2 separate regions of the Zea mays genome follow, and region 2 is linked to region 1. Evidence: chromatin contacts called from public Hi-C data. All regions are on one chromosome and are shown on one strand. Each heading gives the region's core, a stretch centred on a gene start, on an enhancer-like site or on the middle of the called end of the contact. The rest is flanking DNA. Distances are from core to core; before and after follow the strand shown.

Evidence for each region. Hi-C and Micro-C count contacts between places; a contact is called where the count stands out from the background.
Region 2: a contact with region 1 is called in a Hi-C map of tassel, with 5 times the contacts expected there. The contact joins the promoter of LOC100191552 here to the enhancer-like site in region 1. A contact is called at or near these places in 7 of 25 Hi-C or Micro-C datasets (bundle sheath, ear, leaf and 2 more).

The regions. Positions count from the first base shown.
Region 1 is chr1:38,681,083-38,685,489 of Zm-B73-REFERENCE-NAM-5.0, reverse strand. It overlaps LOC100283374 (clathrin binding protein), which reads right to left. Exons shown (of 10, transcript NM_001156275.1): 9 at 3,741-3,815; 10 at 3,121-3,477. The coding sequence ends at 3,349. Among protein-coding and RNA genes, the nearest start is that of LOC100283374, 15 kb to the right of the region's middle. Within about 2 kb of position 2,164, at least 20 of the 20 cell types and tissues checked have an H3K27ac peak or open chromatin away from gene starts, as enhancers often do. A contact at or near this core is called in bundle sheath, ear, leaf and 2 more, where this site is marked.
Region 2 is chr1:38,788,809-38,793,215 of Zm-B73-REFERENCE-NAM-5.0, reverse strand. It overlaps LOC100191552 (class I heat shock protein 3), which reads right to left and starts at 1,794. Exons shown (of 1, transcript NM_001136982.1): 1 at 964-1,794. The coding sequence starts at 1,675. The coding sequence ends at 1,196. It overlaps LOC100216767 (Fructose-1,6-bisphosphatase), which reads left to right. Exons shown (of 4, transcript NM_001157234.2): 3 at 1-163; 4 at 234-459. The coding sequence ends at 305.

The DNA.
Region 1 (4,407 bases), core at 915-3,414:
CGTTACCAGTTTATGCATTCGTATTTTATCTAGTTGCAACTTATCAAATTAATGTCTTGGAACTTAGCAACTTTGTAATTCCTTTTGAAGTACTTTTGCTGCTCAGTATGTTGTATGTTTTGCTGCTCAGTACACTGAATGTTGCAACCAGTGATTGTTGCAACCAGTAGACTATAAAACTTAGCAAATGAATGTTTTTTCCTTGCTATTATTTCTGGTTCTGAAGTTTGAACCGCCTATTGTATTTTTTTGCTTTGGTTATTAGTTTATTACATGGGTAATGCTACTCGATTGTTCTATGTTCTGAAAACCGCTAAAACATTTAGCTGCGGTGATATCCGGATATATCCTTTTCTAGCTGTTAAAAAAGGCCGAGCATAAATGCTTTATCCCGCTATTTTAAACACTTCTGAGAAGCCACCGATACTAGTAGTATTATAATAACAAAAACCTGTTTTTCCTTTGTTTTTTTTCTAAAATATTAGTCTTTTTAGTTTTTGATTTTTATATCTATATTTAAATGAATAATTATGAATTTTGATATATATATATATATATAACAAATACATTAATTTTTATTTTAGGACGTAAGAGTGGGGAGGGAAATGATGTTGGAAGGCCGAATGCGCTTCTACGGGTGCAGATCACGGGACGTTGATGTAAGAGCTGCCGGTGGGGCCGAACCCCTGACCGACGAGGCGACCCAGAGGTTGCTGAGCTGAGCTGCGCTGTCTGTTACTCGGTGTCCTATCCTCTCATCGCAACGTAACCCCAGTCCATCTGCTGATCTGCCAAGCCAGCAGCCTCATCTTTACCCTGCCGAACTGCTGCTTCTGTTTCATTACAAGCTTTACCCTGCCGAACTGCTGCTTCTGTTTCATTACAAGCTGAAGCCGTTGTTTCCGTTTAAGCAAAGCTACTGCTAGTAATAACAATACTGGCCTCTACTTTTCGTCGTTGAAAATCGAAATGTTGGGTTTTTGATGGACAGAAACGGACCACTACTAGCAGTGTTTGTGAATAATGCTGGATGCATGCGGTACGTGAGAAAGCTTAAGCACAAACTGATAGTCAGATCGATAGATCCCTCTAGTTCTCTTTCTCAGGCACAGTAGCATTGATGGATGCCGAGCCAATGCTCAGCGAGAGGAGAGAAACATGTCGCTGCCATCCAACACCGGCTATAGTGGATCAGACAAGGATGAGGCCCTGTTTGGAAATAAAGTTTTCTAAAACCACAGTATTTCAATACCATGGTTTACAGTATGTTGCGACACAATACCACAGTTTTAGCAAAACCAGAGTATAATCAAAGTATTTGTCCATACATAGCATTGTTTGATACCACAGTATTTGGCTGATTCAAATAGCAGATACACGTTCTCTGATTCAACTAGCAGTTACACGTTCAAAAGCTTTTGCAGCGAACAAACAAACAAAAGCACTTCCAGGTGGCTGCAGTAGTGCTGGAACACTTCCAGCGATCAAACAAAAGACAATTTTGCTTCCATCTCACAAGAGACAAGTCTTCTCTTCTGCCAGCCTGCTATAACTTGGGCGTCAGAGGACATGGGGGCGACGGGAACCAGAGCTGGGGCGGCGGCGGTGGATGGAAAAGGGCTGGGCGTCGGCGGGAGAGAGAGATGGGGGCGGCTGCGGGAGAGAGAACTGGGGCCTGGGCGGCGGCGGCTGCGGGAGAGAAAGCTAGGGCCTGGGCGGCGGCGGCTGCGGAAAAAAAAAGCGCGAGTCAGTTCATCGAGCGCGCGCGGAACAGAAAACTTGGGTCGAGACCTCTGTATCGAATACTCCAAAAATACTACGGTTCCAGTAAAACCATAGTATTGGAAACTCTGTTTTCTAATGATCTCTCAAACGGCTTCTGATCTAAAATACCGTAGTATTAGCAGATACTATGGTATTTCTCAAAAACCATGGAAAAACTCCACTTCCAAACAGGGCCTGAATGGGTATCACTGGCAGGTCTCCCCTCTCCAGCACCCCACCACGCCTTCCTCCTCCTTTTTTGCTGTTTCTTCGATCGAAACGAGCGACGCCGCTGGGTCAGACAGCTATCATTAACTGCGCGTGGCCCCAACGGCCTCGGACCGGTGAGCGGGGAAACGCAAAGCCATCAATCCGTGGACACCACACCACACACAGCAGCGCCCCACTTGCGCAATGACGATGCCTGCGTGCTGAGCCCGACGAAGGCTGGGCTGTGAGCCTGTGAGCTTTCCGGGCTCCGTTTGCGTGCCGAGTGCCGCGGCACGGCAAAAAGCAACCGCGGCCTCATGCTCGCTACGCCAGACCGGCAGAAGAAGAGATGCGAGTCTTTGCTCCATAAATTCAGCTCCTGCAGCGTCGCGCAAAGCAGCAGCTTGTGGCCGGTGAGGGTATGTTCGGTTATATTTCAACCTCCAGTAAGTCAAAACTCTCCTAATCCATATCAATCCACTTTAATTCATATAAGGGTCTGTTCGGTTAGCTCTCAATCCATACAGATTGAGTGGGATTAGATGAGATTGAATCCCAAACAAGTCAAACTTTTTCTTAATTTTTTCCAATCTCATCCAATCTACGTGTATTAGAAATAACCAAACAAGGCCTAAATTAAAAATAACCGAACAAACCCTGAGGAGCGAAACGGTTTCTGTGCCAATTGAGAGGAGGGAAACGGTTTCTGTGCCAGTTGAGGTTCAGACTTCGGATAAAGCTTGTGTCGAAGGATCCAACCACCAAGCTTCTTTTGCCCAGTCAGGTGTACATGTTGCTTCAATTGCGTCCTTTGCCTATTCTACTTCTGTTCCGGACAACGATGCCATTCAATATATACATCTACAGCAAATTCTCGTTAGATCTACCTCTACAAAAGGTTACATACAGGAGGTCAATAGCCTCCGAGGTCCATACAAGGACAAGGTTAGTTTCAGACTGGTAACATCTACCTACACAAAACTTCTGAAGAAAGCCTCAAATCATATTCCGCTTCTACCATCTACAGTGTTTCGTACCATAACCACCGGCAGCAGTGCCAGTCTCACTGTTACGAAACCATTAGTTAGCATAAATCTGTCAGGAAGCACACTGTCCGAAAAGAAAGGGCAAGCTGACAGCATCTCATCACCAATAGCTCTGTACAATGTTATAATACCGGAAGGAAATCCTAACAGACAGAACTACATTTTACATACAGTTACCGACCAACGAAAAGGCTAGAAGAACAATAATCTGCACAGAAAAGGTGAAGGTTCTGCCATACGCTAATCACTCATGGGGCATGTCATGTACAATAATGTAGAAAAAAAAAGGACCATGACAGCAAGTCAGCAGCCATAACTACGGGATGGATCAGGTAGTCAGAAGTCCAGGCTCTATCACCTTGCTTGCCGGGGCTCTGTCCCTCTGCTCTACGTAGGCAGATGGGAACCAGCCAGCCTTTCCCTTGCATTCACCTTCAGACCAACCATTTGCAGCCACCTGTGAAGAAAGACAATGTGCTTAGTCAGCATTCCCGGCCCCCTCCATATCTAGCATCTGCTCGTTTTCTAAAAGATTGCTGGTTACATTTTTACTGAGTAACAACACTTCACAATAGGATGATGCCTTATGAATTACTATAGATTATTTAGTGGGGAGCTATGAATTTGTATTATTTGTTAACCCAACTTGGCCATGAGGTATCCCAGAACGGCAGAACCTCGATACGACTTGATTGTCAACATATAAAGCAAACCATGTACCTGGCGGACCACAACGTATTCACCCACCGCGAGACTGAGCTCACCATCAGCCTGAGCATCGAATGGATGAATAACCTGCCCAAAAAGCAAGTAAAAAAGAAATTCATGAGCTAATAGAATAAGGTGCTGCTATGTTCAGCAGCGCAGACTCATAGTACCCAATACAGACTAATTGTATGCAAATTTTAGCACTTGTGATATGGTGTCAAGCTTTGATGAACTAGCTGTAGTTCGGTTGGTGGCCATCCCATGGTGACAAGCCCCAGGTCAGGAGTTTGACTTCCCACCTTAGCATGCGTTGGGCAATGGTGCCGCTGCGTACGGGTGGGACCAGGGGTTCAGGGGTTTTCTTAGCGTGAGAAGGTCACATTCTATCTTAAGCAGAATATCCAGGATCTGTCTACCCCAACAGATCTTTTTTTTCAAACTCATTATTCATTTAAATTAGATGCTGGAATCAGAAATAGAACTCCACATAGTTCCAGGCTAGTCATGTACCCAATACAGAGTTCACATAATTTCAGGACTTCTCACGCAATAATAAATGGTACTGGAGAATGAGGAAATTCAAATCATGTGTGCATAATATTAGCCATTAAAACACTATATTGTAATTTAATGAAAAGGTAACCAGCAGAGAAGTTCTACATTATGTGGAACTATATTG
Region 2 (4,407 bases), core at 545-3,044, 110 kb before region 1:
TCTGCTCTACGGAGGGATCTACGGGTACCCCAGGGACAAGAAGAGCAAGAACGGCAAGCTGCGGCTTCTCTACGAGTGCGCCCCCATGAGCTTCATCGTCGAGCAGGCCGGTGGCAAGGGCTCTGACGGCCACCAGAGAATTCTTGACATCACACCTACAGAGGTATCAAACTACTTGATCTTGAATGTAGAACTGTGTCCAGCTGATAGATTAACCAGTTTGCGTCGTGCAGATCCACCAAAGAGTGCCTCTGTACATTGGGAGCGTGGAGGAAGTGGACAAGGTGGAGAAATTCCTGGCTTGAATGCCAGAGCTCTCTCATCAGATGGACTCCCGAAGACATCAAGTTTAGGGAGGGAATATACATGTACTCTCTCTTTCCCACCCCAAATAAGTCTTCTTCATCTCATATTTCGATAAATCAAACAATCTCAATTTTGATCTAATATATATACACACACAACATTAGTATTTATAGTATTAGATAAAAAATTACTAGATTGATCATATCGTATCATTTTATAGTAAAATATATATAGATATAAATATTGATATTATTTTTATATATATCTAATCAAATTAAAGATCGGCACACTCCTATAAATACTTACTTACTTTGAAACCAATGTATCGATATCGGTAGACTTTAGAACGAAGATTTATTGTGGAACTGAGAGAATATATGCTCCTCCGTTTTAAAATAAATGTCCAAGAAACCAAACACTTTAAAATAAATGTCCAAGAAACCAAACACTTTATTAATTATATATATAGTATTAAATAAACCCTTAAAATCTATTTTAAATTGATTTTAAATTATAAGTGTTACTAACAATTTTGTAATTAAAATTAAATTTAATAAAATTTGATATTCACGAGTACAATAACGTACTAGGAACGGTACTGGTACGACGAGAGGGCAAACAGAGTTTTCTGGTACTGCAAACAAACACGGGATACAATTGTAGTACAGAACAGATTGTATTAGGTTTTCATTTATAAACGCATTATAGATACTTGATGGCTCCACGCAACGGTGGCACGCCGGACACCCAGACCACATAACAGAAATCACTGCACACAACGGGAGTACATAACGGATAATCACTACACAAAATTACATAAGACGCGTAGTAGGACACCCATGCTTGAACAGTTGTGTTTCAAACTCCACAGCGCACGCGTGCTTCCTTCCTAGCCGGTGATCTGGACGTTCTTGACGTCGGCCTTCTTGGCCTCCTCCTTGGGCACGGTGACGGTGAGCACGCCGTTCTCCATGGACGCCTTGATCTGGTCTGCCTTGGCGTTGTCCGGCAGTCTGAACCTGCGAAGGAACTTGCCGCTGCTGCGCTCCACCCGGTGCCACCTGTCGTTCTTCTCCTCGTGCTCCTTGTTGCGCTCGCCGCTGATCTGCAGGACGTTGCCGTCCTCGACCTCCACCTTGACCTCCTCCTTCCTCAGCCCCGGCACGTCCGCCTTGAACACGTGCGCTTCGGGGGTCTCCTTCCAGTCGATCCGCGCGCCGGCAAATGCCGCGGTCTCCGAGCTGGTGCGCGGCAACGAGGGAACGAGGCTGCGGACGCCGCCGGAGCCGAAGGGGAAGAAGCCCTCGAAGGGGTCCCAGAGGTCGAGGGAGAAGGGGTCGAATGCGTTTCCACGGCGAATCAGCGACATTGTTGGTCGGACCGACGACGGTTGTTACTTCGGGTTTTGAGTGACGCGGGAGATTGGGATTGTGAGTGGTTGCTTCGGCGACTCGGGTATCTCTGTTCTTGGCTGTTCTGGCTTGTGATGGCGAGCGTCGACGCGGGGGGCTCAATTTATAGCAAGCGACGGGAGGGCCTGTCTGTGGGTTTCTCGTGTGCCCCAGCGTGGGCTAGAACCTACTAGATCTCACAGTTGGGCTAGAATTCACTCGACTTGCTATGGACTGTATCCTACGTAGTGGACTTGACCTATTAGATTGATCTGGAATCTTCGACAATCTCTTGGTCGAGGAAGGAATTCCCTATCACGGCTGGCCCAACAGTTTCCATCTGTGGCCCAGTCCTTCATGTCCAGTGGCAACTAGTACGTTCTCGTAGGAGGTAGAAGTATCCAGAAGCCCACGACCACATAAGCCAGCCGTCCGTCAATTAGAACAACTCCAGCAGCATAGCTAAGGATGTGTGTTTGGTTTGATTTTTAGCTTTGACTTTTATCCTATAAAAGCTAAAAACCAAATCAAAGGATTGAATCTAAAAAGTAGCTTTTTGTAAAAGCTGATTTTTTCGCAGTCTAAAACTGAAAGCACACCAAGACCTGCTTTTAGTGGCTTTTAGATAGAACTATAAAGACATATATCGAAGAACTTTTAACGGCTTTTAGTGGTTTCCACCAAATGATTTTTAGCTTTTTAAGAGCTCACAGCCCACAACAGCTTTTTCACAGCACACAACAATTTTTTTCACAGCCACAACTCAACCAAACAGATCATAAATCAATTAGCATTGATAAAAAAATAGAAAAATGACAACAAAATCTCAATCCAACGGACTCTTCATCTTGCTCGTTTCTCTATCCCGCTCGTCATCCCATCCAAGCCGCTAGGCACCTTTGCTGAGTCCCCACACGCCTTCCCTCCCTCGCACCCTGCTTCTAGGGGTGTGCATTTTAAAACCGAAACCCGAACCCGAATCCGAACCGAACCCGAATAGACCGAATTGATGGTCTATTCGGGTTTTCGGGTTCGGTTCCTAACTTTCAAAACCCGAATAGACCGAATAACCCAAAATATATAAGATCTTAATATGTGATGGTATTATTGTATGATTTATGAACTTATTAGCTAAAAATTATGATATAATATATATATATATCTTTGTATGTTATTTTTTATAGTCACTCGTTGTAAACTTGTAATAATAGTACTTCCAATTAATTATTCGGTGTATATATTTTAACAAAAGATACTAGTCTCTCTACTATTTGGGTCTATTCGGTGGACCGAATAGACCGAACCGAAATTGTGAGTCTATTTGGGTTCGGTTCCTAAAATTATTTTGAAAAAACAATTCTTATTTTTCAGAACCCAAAATTTCACAAATCCGAATAGACTGAACCGAATTACCCTAATAAACCGAATGCCCACCCCTACCTGCTCCGCTCTCGGGCCATATTGAACTCGTTGCCCTCGCATCGCTACCACGCCCTGTGTCCTCGTCCTATATGGGTTTCCTTGGCCGCTTGGAGGTACCAAAGGAAGCCGTGTGCGGGCCCACAGGTAGTCGAGATCACAGCCAGCCAGCCACCCATTGGTACTGCAACGACAGAGAAGAGGAGCGTGGCTTCCATAGGACCAGCTTGATTGCACCTCCCTGTTATTCCTCCCTCACCTACTCGCTAACGTAGATGAGTACGATTTCGTTTTGAATGAGAAGGGTGTGGACACGAGGAGCAGCAGAGGAAGCAACCGGTGTGGCTCAGCCTACATGCCCTCAGACAAGGCTCCATGCCCCGGATGGCTATATAGGCCGCTTTCTTAAGGTTGTTTGGCAGATTATCAAGGATGACTTCATGGCTGCAATTGAGAGAGTGTTTTAAGGGTATGTTACTAAGCTCTACCTCCTCAATTCTACATACATTACCCTTTTTCCAAAGAAACCAGATGCCTTGGAGGTAAAGAACTTTAGGCCGATAAGTCTTATTCATTGCTCTGCAAAAAAATTATGACTAAGCTTTTGGTCAATCGCCTTGCTCCCAAACTCTCAAACTTGGTATCATCGAACAAGAGTGCTTTTCTTGAAGGACGGAGTATTCATGATAGCTTCATGTTGGTTCAACACATAGCCAGGGTGTTGCACATACAGGAGCCTCGGGTCCTCTTTAAATTAGATATAAGTAAGGCTTTCGACTCAGTTTCCTGACTCTTTTTGTTGGAAGTGCTGAGGCATTTGGGATTTGGTTCAGTGTGATGCAATATCATCTGCAAGATGCTTCGCTTCTTCTCCATTAGAGTGCTGGTTAATGGGGAACCAGGGGACCTTATTTGTCATCAATAGGGTTTGAGGCAAGGGGATCCTCTATCCCCTATGCTATTTATTCTCGTTATGGATGTGCTTAATTCTATGGTGGTAAAGGCTTGTGAGCAGGGGCTATTGCAACCTTTATTGCATAGAGGCAGCAGTCAGAGGATTTCCTTATATGCGGATGATGTCGTTCTCAATTTCGACCATTTGTTACGGAGCTGCGACTGATTAAAGAAATTCTAACGGTATCCGGGGTGGCTTCAAGCCTTGTGACTAATCTTTCCAAGTGCTCAATGACCCCTATACATTGTTAAGATCTTTACATGATAATGTTGCAGGATACCTTGCCCTGCAATGTGGTCCAATTCCCATGCACTTACCTGGGCTTACCATTGGTAG